Regions from separate parts of the Mus musculus genome. Here region 1 is linked to region 2. The links are chromatin contacts, called in public Hi-C maps. All regions are on one chromosome and are shown on one strand. The core of a region is the stretch at or near the end of the contact, and the rest is flanking DNA. Distances in the headings are between cores, read along the strand shown. Region 1 overlaps Skap2 (src family associated phosphoprotein 2). Region 2 overlaps Skap2 (src family associated phosphoprotein 2).

What was found. Hi-C and Micro-C count contacts between places; a contact is called where the count stands out from the background.
Region 1: a contact with region 2 is called in a Hi-C map of embryonic stem cells, with 3 times the contacts expected there. The contact joins two enhancer-like sites. A contact is called at or near these places in 1 of 39 promoter capture datasets (the HPC-7 cell line), 1 of 15 datasets of contacts at CTCF or cohesin (the NIH/3T3 cell line), 6 of 484 Hi-C or Micro-C datasets (the C2C12 cell line, conventional dendritic cells, embryonic stem cells and 3 more), 3 of 115 datasets of contacts at active chromatin or transcription factors (the HPC-7 cell line, cardiomyocytes and embryonic stem cells) and 3 of 9 other capture datasets (adipose tissue, embryonic trunk and liver).

The regions. Positions count from the first base shown.
Region 1 is chr6:51,945,362-51,951,839 of GRCm38.p6, reverse strand. The region is part of intron 4 of Skap2 (src family associated phosphoprotein 2); the gene reads left to right. Among named protein-coding and RNA genes, the nearest start is that of Skap2, 64 kb to the left of the region's middle. Within about 2 kb of position 3,964, at least 9 of the 459 cell types and tissues checked have an H3K27ac peak or open chromatin away from gene starts, as enhancers often do. A contact at or near this core is called in embryonic stem cells, where this site is marked.
Region 2 is chr6:51,873,344-51,879,514 of GRCm38.p6, reverse strand. It overlaps Skap2 (src family associated phosphoprotein 2), which reads left to right. Exons shown (of 13, transcript NM_018773.2): 11 at 4,928-5,040. Among named protein-coding and RNA genes, the nearest start is that of Skap2, 140 kb to the left of the region's middle. Within about 2 kb of position 3,169, at least 61 of the 459 cell types and tissues checked have an H3K27ac peak or open chromatin away from gene starts, as enhancers often do. A contact at or near this core is called in embryonic stem cells, where this site is marked.

The DNA.
Region 1 (6,478 bases), core at 2,715-5,214, 72 kb before region 2:
GAAATGAGTGCTTCAGGGTCTCTCACTCTCAGCACATTGTCCACTTATGGGCCTTTGTACTTGTTCCCATCTGCTACAGGAAGAAGCCTCTCTGGTAATGGCTGAGCCAGGCCCGATCTCTGAGTTATTTTATCAATACATTCTTTTAGCAGAATAATAGTATTTAATTTTCCCTTAGGTCCATGGCTGATCTAGTCTGAGGTTCTTGGTCACCTGATCATTAAATCCAATCAGATAGAGGTTGGTTACTTCCACAACTTTTGTGCCATGATTGTACCAGCATATTATATAGGTAGATCACCATTATAGATTGAGGTGTTTGTAGCTGGGCTGACATTTACCTTTCTCCTCTGGCAGTGTAAGTAGTACTTTCTAATACCATGAATATTAGCCACTAGGAGTGAAGGCTCTAGGTAGTCACCAGCACAACTTCTCTGTGTTCAATGAGATATGTAGGTATTGTCTGCAGTAATAGGGCCTTACTGTCAGTTTGTGGAGAGCAACCAATAGCCTTGGCAATCATCTATTTGGGAGTTTCCATGGAGCCCCTTTGGCCAACAGCTCAATTATATATAACCCATTTCTGGTGCAAGAGGTTTCACTCAGTGGCAAGATATATCTTGTTGGGGCTTTGTCTCTCTTGTTGGTGAGTCCATTTAGATTTCTTTCATGTATCTATATATTTTTAGAAGCTTCTACTGTAGTAGGATTCTATATGGCCCCTCAAATTGTTCTAGGTGTTAGCAATCCCTCCCTGTATTCTCGCCCTTACCCCTCTCTCTGTTCCCTTCTCCATCTTATCTTCCCATTTGTGCCCCCCCATCACACTCTCCTAAATTAATAGGAAAGGACAATCTTTAAAAAAATATCTTTAGAGGATTTGGAAGATAGTATTTATTTATTATAATTTGAAGTGACCTATTTCTGAGTTTGTTACAATAAAGAAGGTTTATGTGTAATTGAGGCTGGTCACTATCATAATTACCAGGTGATTCTTCAGTGTTGAGAAAATAATTCTTCAGCGTGCACATAAATGATATGTCAGTGTGTTTTTATAACATGTATAGAAGTCAGTGATGTCATCAGACTCCTGCAGTGTGCCAGGATTGTGTGAGGTATTGGAACTTGCCATCCTGAGAGTTGGAGTCTAGAATGGACAAGAGACATTAGTCACATAACATGGAAACAAATAATATCAGAGTTATTTACAAGTCTGTGTAAGCAGACACCATGAAGTGACACACATGATACTGAGAGGAGGAGTGGTCTGGTGGTCAGGGCCACTTCCCTGAGGAGGTGAGCTGGAGTGGGTGCCCAGTGAGTGAGAAGGATCAGAGTCCAGGCTGCAGAGAGGTTGTTTTACAGAGCTGGGGACCAGACGACAGTAGCGTGGTCTGGAGCAGAGGTGGAGGAACTGGCAAAGGAGCAAGGGAAAGTTGTTATTGTTGTTGTTGTTCTTCTTCTTCTTCTTTATTTTATTTTATTTTATTTTATTTTTGAGACCGGGTTTCTCTGTGTAGCTCTGGTTGTCCTGGAACTAATTCTGTAGACCAGTCTAACCTTGAGCTTAGAAATCTGCCTGCCTCTGCCTCCCAAGTGCTGGGATTAAAGGCATGCACCACCACTGCCCAGCCAAGTTCTTAAGCAACTAAACTGAAGGCCTTTAAGAATGTGTTAGCTATTCTAAGGAGGAATGAAGTATCCACACTTTGGTCTTTGTTCTTCTTGATTTTCTTGTGTTTTGCAAATTGTATTTTGGGTATTCTAAGTTTCTGGGCTAATATCCACTTATCAGTGAGTGCATATCAAGTGACTTCTTTTGTGATTGAGTTACCTCACTAAGGATACACTCCAGATACATCCATTTGTCCAAGAATTTCATAAATTCATTGTTTTTAATAGCTGAGTAGTACTCCATTGTGTAAATGTACCACATTTTCTGTATCCATTCCTCTGCTGAGGGACATTTGGGTTCTTTCCAGCTTCTGGCTATTATAAATAAGGCTGCTATGAACATAGTGAAGCATGTGTCCTTATTACCAGTTGGAACATCTTCTGGGTATATGCCCATGGAAGAAGTTACAGAGACAAAGTTTGGAGCTAAGACTAAAGGATGGACCATCTAAAGGATGGAGACTGCCCCACCTGAGGGTCCATCCCATAATCAGCTACCAAACGCAGACACTATTGCATACGCCAGCAAGATTTTGCTGAAGGGACCCTGATATAGCTATCTCCAGTGAGGCTATGCCAGTGCCTGGCAAATACAGAAGTGGATGCTCACAGTCATCTATAGGATGGAACACAGGGCCCCCAATGGAGGAGCTAGAGAAAGTACCCAAGGAGCTGAAGGGGTCTGCAACCCTATAGGTGGAACAACAATTTGAACTAATCAGTACCCCCATAGCTCGTGTCTCTAGCTGCAGAAGATGGCCTAGTCGGCCATCATTGGGAAGAGAGGCCCTTTGGTCTAGCAAACTTTATATGCCCCAGTACAGGGGAACGCCAGGGCCAAGAAGTGGGAGTGAGTGGGTAAGGGAGCAGGGTGGGGGGAGGGTATAGGGAACTTTCAGGATAGCATTTGAAATGTAAATAAAGAAAATAGATAATAAAAAAAACCTAGTGAATGTGTTAGCAGGAGTGCTCCTCTTTCTCCACATTCTCTCCAACATGTGTTGTCACCTGAGGTTTTGATTTTAGCCATTATGATTGGTGGAATCTCAGGGTCATTTTGATTTGCATTTCTCTGATCACTAAGGACTTTGAACTTTTCTTTAGGTGCTTCTCAGCCATTCAAGATTCCTCAGTTGTGAATTCCTGGTTTAGTATATACCCCAGTTTTTGATTGGGTTGTTTGTTTTTTTGGTGATTAACTTCTTGAGTTCTTTATATATTTTGGATGTTAGCCTTTTATAGGATGTGGGGTTAGTGAAGATTTTTTCCCAATCTCTAGGTTGCTGATTTGTCTTTATCAACTATGTCCTTTGCCCTACAGAAACTTTCCAGTTTCATGAGGGCTCATTTATCAATTGTTGATCTTAGAGCATGAGCCATTGGAGTTCTGTTTAGGAAATTTCACCCTGTGCCAAATGAGTTCAAGGCTCTTTCCTACTTCTCTTCTATTAGATTCAATGTATCTGATTTTATATTGAGGTCCTTGTTCTACTTGGACTTGAGCTTTGTACAAAGTGACAAATATGGGTCTATTTTCATTCTTCTACATACAGACCGCCAGTTAGACCAGCACTATTTATTGAAGATGCTTTCTTTTTCCATTGTATATTTTTGGCATCTTTGTCAAAGATCAAGTGACCGAAAGTGTGTGTAAAAAATTAATTAAAAATAAAATTAAGTTAAAAAAGAAACTGATGTAACTTAAAAAAAAAAAAAAAGAATGTGTTAGAAGGAGGTTAACTAAGTGACCATAAATTGATTTCTACCTTTCAGCTTCATTTCACCTGCCTTATTCAGGAGTTATCCAAGGTTCAATATTTAAAGGAAATATAAACACCAGCTTTACAAAGCCTATGGATAATACTTGTCTTTCTCTTAAGAGTTCCCCATCAGCTTCTTTTGGAACTAAAATTTATTGCCAAGTTAGTCTATTGTCTCTCTAGTAGTGGTTAAATATGCAGATATCTTTACAAGGGCACCACAATGCCATCTCCTTTCGGCAGAGTTTGGTGGCTATAAAATGGGAAGTCTTACAAAGTAAGCAAATATAAATACTTATTTTTTAAGAAAGTTTTTTAACTAAGGAAAACCCCCACATGTGTTATTTTTAACACTGAGTTTTACATGCACCATGCTTTTGTTCAAAGGCTAAATATGCCCTGTTTTATATAGCCTGAAAGAATTACTTTTGTTAGTGATTGTACCCTGCTGAGGGACAGGCTTATGTCTTGGTCTTCTGTCTTTTGTGGTCCTAAAGACAAATGGGCAGTAGCTCTAATTATCTTGTAAAATAAGCAATAAAACTGACATAGCAATAGAACTTTTACCATTATAATGGTCTCTGTGAGCACATTCTTGTACTCCAACCTCAGAGAGCAGGACTTTGCTATGTCTTAGCTGCTACTTTGTGCAATTGTGTTAGGCTAGGACAAGCTGGGAGAAAAACCCAGTCCATGTTGTTTCTCAAGTGAAAATAAATTTTAACCATATGACCATTCAGAAGTTAGGAAAGTTGTTATATTTACTTTGATTTTACTGATGGTAAAATTACTAATGAAAGGCTTCATATTTGTGTGTAGATCTGCAAACTCTGGTTGGCTACCTGTTTTTGTTAGCCGGTAAGCAAAAGGTAGTTTCCACAGTTTAAAATGATTAAAAAAGAATATGTTTCCCAGCATGTGAGCACAATTTGACATTGAAGTCTCATTGGCCATGAGTAAGGTCTTATTGGGATATAGTTGAGCCCATTCATTTCTGTATTGTCTATGCTGCTTTCAAGTGAAAGGTAGTAGTGAACAGTGTGACACAGTCTGTCTGGATGGTGGAAAACCAAGGTTGTTTACTCTGCATACTGTCTAGATAGCTCCTCTGCAAGAATGGGACCCGTTATACATGCAGAAGCTGGCTGGCGGAGGGGTGGTGGGATTTTAAGAGAGGAGTGGTACATGCATGGATTGAGTTGAGCAGAATAAATGTCTGGCATGGTAAGAGCACTGAGTGTTTGCTCCAGCCACACATTTGCTTCAGAGGATTCTCTTAGTACCGACTCAGACAGGCTGTTTTACAGGAACCAGTATAGAGAGGTTAAGTAACTTGTCTAAAGTTAGGACTGAAAACAAAAGTTGGTTTTCCAGTTTAGCCCAGTGACTTTCTCAAAAGTCATACTTTGTAAATGTCTTCCATTGAACGTGTTCTATTCTCTAGTAAGAGTCAAGGATACAGGAGGAAATCCTAATTTGAAAATCTGAAGTTGAAAATGACACGCCACTACAAATGGAAAATTCCACACCATGAAACTTGCACAAAATTATTAAAATATTATGTAAAATTACTATTTAAATATATATATCAAATGTATTTGAAACATAAATGACTTTCATGTTTAAACCTGTATTCTGTCTCCCAAATAATCTCGTCTTGTTTATGTAGATATTTCCATATCAGAACTGAATTAATTCTGTTCCTTCCTATGCATTTTAGATAAGGCTGCTCAGTGTGTCTTCTTCTTTAGGGGGAAACCCTCACTGCTTCTCTAGCGTATAATATTACTGTGCTTGAAAGAGCTTAATTTGAAATTGAATTATTTTAGTTTATTAGAGATTATAAACAGGTTCTCCACTTATAAAGCATAAACTACTTGTTCTTTTTTTAAATTATAAACATTTTAAAATCTGTATTTGAGTGTTTAATTTGCATGCGTGTATGTATGTGCATCATGTGCATACAGTGCCTGAGGTGGTCAGAAGAGGGCATCAGTTCTGAAACTGGAGTCACAGACAGTTGTGAGCTGCTGTGTGGGGGCTAAGAACTGAACCCAGAGCCTCTGCAAGAGCAGCCAGTGCTCTTAGTCACTGACCATCTCTTTATTCCTATTTTAAAATTTGGAAACAGGGTCTCTATGTGTAGCCCTAATGGACCTGGAGCTCATTCCATGTGCAGACCAGGCTGGCCTTTAAGTCACAGGCAGTGACGTAATCCTCTTGTTTCTGGTTCCTAAATTCTGGATTACAGTGTTTATCACCAAGTGCAGCAAGTATTTGGTACTGTAAAAGCAGACCTCAAATGTGATTTTTGTTGTTTATTTTTAGCTTCTGACCTATTCAATAATTTTTCCTTGTAGTTGTTTTCAACTACTTTTGCCACTTGTAAGTCAATATCCTCAAGTAACTTCTTATACCCTTAACTTCAAATCCTAATTCTTAGGAGGCTGACTGAAAGGCTTACCTGATCCAGTGGTGCTTGGGTCCCTCCCTGACGCAGTGCCCTCGCCCCTACAGTCTCACCCTTGCTGTGTGTCCTTCCCTCCTGCCCCAGTGCCCTCGCCCCTACAGTCTCACCTGTACTGTGTATCCTTTCCCTCCTACAGTCCCACCCATGTTTTGTGTTCTTTCCCTCCTATAGTCTCACCCTTGCTGTGTGTCCTTCCCTCCTAGTCTCACCCTTGCTGTGTGTCCTTCCCTCCTACAGTCTCACCCATGTTGTGTGTCCTTTCCCTCCTACAGTCTCACTCTTGCTGTGTGTCCTTCCCTCCTACAGTCTCACCCTTGCTGTGTGTCCTTCCCTCCTACAGTCTTACCCTTGCTGTGTGTCCTTCACTCTTACAGTCTCACCCATGTTGTGTGTCCTTCCCTCCTACAGTCTCACCCATGTTGTGTGTCCTTCCCTCCTACAGTCTGACCCATGTTGTGTGTCCTTTCCCTCCTGACCCAGTGCCCTCACTCACCTTGTTTTAGGGTTTGTAGTGAAACAAGATTTCTCCACTTTTAACTGTATTGTTGTTTGTGCCGAAAACCACTCCTTGTGT
Region 2 (6,171 bases), core at 1,920-4,419:
TTGCATAAATTAGCTTATCATCATTGAGGAAGTGTCACTGCTAAAGGACAGTTTATAGATACAACATGCAGTTGCTGTCAAACCTATAAGAATGTAATATAGACATCTGTGTATACTTTGTGCTTGAGCAGAACAGACTTCTGCCATTCAGAGACTAACAGGGGACAACAAGTTGCCCAAGGGACTGGCAATGTAGACATCTCTGAAAAGGTCAACTTGACACAGGCTCTGACAATCGACCCACAGCTCTGTCTTCTTTGATAAAAATCAGATAAACTTAAGACCGCTAATTGATCTGCAGCCTGTTTAAATGTTGGCCATGCATATCTTCATTGCATATGATTAACACAGAAAGCAAATGAATTGGGTAAGAAATGCCAGAGTCCAGTGACAGCAGCTTAAAAATGAGGAAAGGACACTGGTTGCCTAGCAGACTGGGGAAGATATTCTGCACTATCCATTTCCACCTGGCACTGGGCCCCAAGTACTAATTATGTGCACACCATGTACACACACACAATACGGACAACTCTTCTTGCTTGTTGCTATTTCCAAGTAGCACAAGATAAACTATCTGTAGCACAAACATGAAGTTAACTTTGATAAACCAGCATTTATTTTACAGGGAAAGAAGAGATGGGCAGCCTTCTTATCAGAACTTTACACCTCTTCACAGCCATATGTCAGCTGGGGTGAGGTCTGCCCTGTCACCCCCAGGTCCTGTAAAGAGCTGGAGCTAGGGTCACCTTCCTCTCTCTGATATGTCCATACATCACTCTTTTGAGTTGTCAGAAGCAGGGTGGACAAGCAGTGCGTGTTCAGGAAGTAGCTTTCCTGGGGCCTTCCTACTGTGACATATGGGAAGGAAGCGGGCCTGACTCTAGACCTGGACAGGAAGGCAGGAGCAGGTTGCTGTAGAAGGTTTGGGTTTGCCTTTTTTTTTTTTCCTTGACAGAAAGGAAACAAGACAAAGTCATTAGTTGTTAGCCCTCTTGCCCTATAAAATAGAGTTGTAAAACATGGCAGCAAGCAAAGCCCAGGCACTCTATGCTTGATAGTAAATTAGGTATCTGTTTTTAAAGTTCTGAATCATGATGCTTCTGCCAAGAGCATGCATGTTTCTTTGTAAAATGTCTATGCAGGTAGAGAGGGTAGAAACAGATAGTAGATAGACCTTCCACAGGCACAAGTGAGCATGCCTCAAATGTTTGCCTTTGAGGGTAGGGGGAAAAGAGTTTTTCTCAAAGGAATCCAGTAAGTTGATGAGCTTTTCATGCCATAGCCACAAGATACTGCAATGTCTGTCTCTTGTGCCACAGAGCTCTTTCAAGCCATCATTCAATGCCTTCGCAAAGCAAGCCGTCAGGGACTCTGTGCTTGCCACTAGGAGCACTGAGCTGACAAGAGTGTTGCTTTCTGCCTAGCATCTCATCTTGTGAACTTCTAACCTCGCTCAAGAATTTGATGTATATTTTTTACATTGACTAATTTTGCAGGAAGAGACTCAGTGTTGCAATGTAAAATCTAAAGGTAAAGCTGAGTTCATCTTGTCTCCTACAAGTCGCTTCACATTCACTCATCTTACAAAGGTCATGTATATTTATAGGTATATAGATGGGCCCGCTTGATGTTTTTAACAATATAAAAATCTGCTGTCCTTTCTAAAACACTTTTCAGGCTTGCAGTACTTAGGGAAAGGGTCTCTGGTGTCGGCATCATGCTTCATTCATTGTCAACATGCCTTTTATAATCTTGTGTTTGTGGACTATCTGGCGGTTACTTGCTTAATTTGTACTTTGGTAACAATCCTGTTAGCTTTGCCAAATATGTATTTTTATAAAAATTTAAAAGCTCATTGTGTACATTTTTCAAAGGCTAGCTAACTTTCCTTTTTAAACCTTCTTTCAAAAGTAATTCATGCCCCTCAGGACAGCACACATAGCAAGGTGACATTTTGTGTGTAATTTTCAAAATATTGACTGTGGTATAGATAGAATGGTGTTAACATGCCGAGTAAAGACAGCGAAACCACATTATCTGTGCTTGTGAGTGTTCCATAGTCTACAGAATGCCTGCCTTTCTTGGGGCCAGGGATGGTTCTCAGCAGGAAGGCATTCTGACTAGCCTACTCGAGGCTCTGCATCTGCTATCCCTGTGCCACAAAGCAAAGCAAAGTCATGTCCTGTGGGTTATCTCCCCGAGCACAGGCAAAGACTGCTAGTGTTTGTGAGCCTTCTGTGCTTTCAAAGCTGTTTTTGTACATGAGTTTTGTCTATGTGTGTTTAGAGCCACTCCATTTTAGAGATAAGCTATAGGAGCTTCCTGCTTTCCACAAATAAGATCACTCCTGATTCTTTTTGTCTGGCATGCTTTCCGGGGAGGCAGCTAGCACACACACTGCTGGCCTTCCCCTCACTGTAGATGCCCGCTCTTCACTTAGAACGCCAGTCATAGACGCACAGATGGCACACAGAGTGCTCCTCAGCGGTGCTCACTGTCCATGGGACCGACCGTCCGTCATTTTTTGGACTCCATCATCATCAAGATTACAGGAGGCACAGTTGAAAATGTGTCTTTCCCCGGCTCTGCTGAATCCCTGGCTCTTCCCTGACTTCCTTGCAGCAGTGAGGTTTAATGGAATGCCCCTGATGCACATCTAGGGAGAGATGCATCTTGTACACCGTGGGGGTCTCTCCCCTTGCTGCTCCTGTAACTCCCATTAGTGTTAATGGGAGTCTCTCCAAGTGTATCCAGGGAAAGAGAAACCAAAGTGGTAAGAATGTGTATTTAAAATCACTGGATACTTGGGGTTTTTTGTCCTTTCTTTCCTCCCCCTACTTAAAAAAAAAAAAAACAAAAAACAAAACAAAAAACAAACAAAAAACATGTTAATTGAAAAGTACTGTGAGAAGGTCTGAACCAGAGGAGGGCCCGGACAGCTGGGACCTGGGATCCCACAGCTCCACCAAAAACTTTGACCTCAGTTTTTCAGCCAAAGTTTGTTTCTTCCACGTCTTCGGACCAAGCCTAAGGCCTGAGCAGCGTGGGGAACAAGTTGGGGGGTGGGGGAAGGGCTACTGGGGAAACTAGCTATTTAGACCTTCTTTGACTTGGCTAGAACTGTGTGGCAGGCCTCACGTGTGAGATGATGTCATCCTGTCTGCTCTAACTCCTTGACTTTCAAGCTGACACTGAGAGACCACATGGGGTGCAACATTTGACCCAATTAGCAGTTGATTTAATCTGACAGGAATGTTTCAATTCTAAATCTCTATTTGTCTAAATAAGTGGTTTTTAAAGGAAATCAGTCACTTTATTATTAAGTGATTTTTAAAAAAAAAAAAAAAGAAAGAAAGAAATGGTCAATGCTTGGAGGTATCTGGCCAGCTGGAGTGCCCTCTAGTGTCTGTTTACAGAATGTATTTAATATATGCCTGGGGGCTGGGGGAGGATGTGATAGGGGTGGCCACAAGCACTATTAGCTCCTGGTTGGATTCTGGGGCTTGCACATGCCCCTGCTGGTTTTAGTGCTCTGAGCCCAAGTGCTACTACAGTGGAGAGGCCAATACAGGGTCGGTCTCTCTCTCTCTCTCTCTCTCCCTCTCCCTCCCTCCCTCTCCCCCCTCCCTCTCTCCCTTCCTCCCTCCTTCTTCCTCCTCCTCCTCCCCTCCCCCAATCCTATCATGCCGCTCCTATTGTCCCTCTCTTTCCATCCTAAAAAATAAAAATTAACAGAGGATTCTGTTAGGTTGTATTTTCTAGTCCTTGTTTATTTTCTCACAAATTTAAGTGAAACGGTGCATCCCACAAATACTTAGATTCCATGTTATTCAGATTCTCCTTTTTAAAAAATGTTAAAGACATTAAGGAGAATTTAAATCTCCTAATAAATTAATACTTTGTGGAGATCAACACTATGCTGACTGTACTAATGTGGCCGTTTGTATTGAGGTTGCCAAGACGCCTCTTGTTTAAAAGTGAGATGACAAGCCTGATCCAGCATCCATGTCCACGTTATCCCGTGGATTCAAAGCTGACATTGCAGCGATGGAAGCTGTCAGCACATCTGTGTTCCGCCTGGCTAGTGAATACACGGGCATTTTGTGTCTTATTGATATAACTTGCAGTCTTTTTTCCTTAACTCATCAGAACTCAATTATCACGAAATTAAAAACAGGAAACAGTTCTCTTGTGTAACAAAAGCATCCAGCGTATTTAACTGTGTGCTGTGTTTTAGGAGCCACATTGTGTGAGTGACAAAGCATACATTATCCAGTTACTGTGGTATTACGGAGCGACGAGCACTAAATAATCAATCAGTTAATGGTGTGTATGGCAGTTTGAGCACTTCACATCCATTGTGCTTATGCCAGGAGAAGGATGAACTGATAACGCCACTGTGGGAGCCTAATGTCCTAGACCTGACGAACAAAAGTCTGCATTAGCAATTTCACAGCTGCAAAAGTATTTTAGAGACAACTTTGAGAGACTTTGGATACAAATGCTTTATATTTGAGTATTAAAGTATGCTATTATTATTATGCTCTTATCAAGTGTTCTAAACTCCATGAAATTGTTACTTCAGATATGTCCAATCTGTCCCTTAGATATTCTGATGGTACAGTAAGACCAGTTGCTCTTTAAACACATAGCGAGTGAGCTTAGGACTTTCCATTAAAAATGAGCAGAAGCACCTTGCTATTTGAGAATGTAATTGCTACAGGTTATAGATTACAGATAGAAGTGGAGGGGGCCATGAAAAACCAAACCTTCTGAAACAATCTTCATGAGCATGCTCAGGAGTAGTTGCAGGTTCACTAAGATGTACCATGATCCAGGCCAGGGCTTCTTTCTTGGCAATCTAAAATGGTTCTTTAATTTCTTTTGATTCAAGCCTTAACCCCAAGTCTCTCTCTCTTTTTCCTAGGAGATAAAAGCACTGATTACGCTAATTTTTACCAGGGTCTGTGGGACTGCACTGGAGCTCTGTCTGATGAGTTGTCCTTTAAGCGTGGTGATGTGATTTACATTCTTAGCAAGGTAAGAAAGTTACCCCCCACCCCACCCCACAAATGACAGCTGTCAACGGGAAATACACAGCTCAGTTCTCCTGCATTTAAATTTACAACACAAGGGAAAAATGCCAGTTGGAATTCTTCTAGGTCCTAGTTAACAATTGGAAGTTCACAATAATTAATTATTTTGTCAAGTGAACTATAATCAGAATTTAAACACAATCAGATAACAGGATTCAACTTAGCCGTGTGTTTACCTGTCACTCTAGCCCTTGGCAGGCATCCACCTACTGCCTTATCCAGAAACAATATACTTATGTGAAAGTTAACATTGTAAGGTATTAGGTTATTAATTATGTTTTTCTTGCTTCTTCCTCCTTATTCTTCTGTGTGCTTATTCTGAGTTTGCCTGCCATTCTCCAGTAGAAACATTGTGTTTATAAAAAAAGGTTTTCATCTTTGTGTAAACACATTGGGTGTTCCAACAATTTAAAGGCTCTATATTCAGACAAGTTGAGGTAATTTTTTAAAGTTTAACACACTATATTTGTAATTGCAGTACCAAAGTATATTGCCACAAACTCATCTTTATGTACATGAGAATCGTGTCTTTGCTTTTTAAGACACTGCACTGTAGAACCTGTCTGCTCCAGACATCAGTTTCTGATGCAGTGTTGGAACTCTCTTAATTTTCACTCTGAAGTTTTTCCTACTGTACTATAGGGATTTTTAAAAATGTTTTTAAGCTTATCTTAGCACCAAATCATGAATGAAAATGACTTAAATATAAGCAGGGAAATGTTATATAGGTCATAAGTCTAACACTTTATAACCCTAAAATTATTGAGCTGAGAAATATTTTGGATATTTCAGAAAGATGATATGTGTTATTAGATACAAAGAGAATTTGAAAATAATGTCACATTTTGGATTTTAATGTTGGTTGGCTGGCACTGAAAATCTTGACCCAGCTGGTCACAGAATCTTAGAGTGGGCATCTTAATGAAGATTGTCTATTCTTGGTGCAGATAGAGTACATGAGCTAGCTATATTATCTTGACTCCTAGAGTAGTTCATTTCTGTCCCTTCTGCTTAATCCCATCCCATCCCATCCCATCCCATCCCATATAAAGCATGTACAATACCAGGACACATT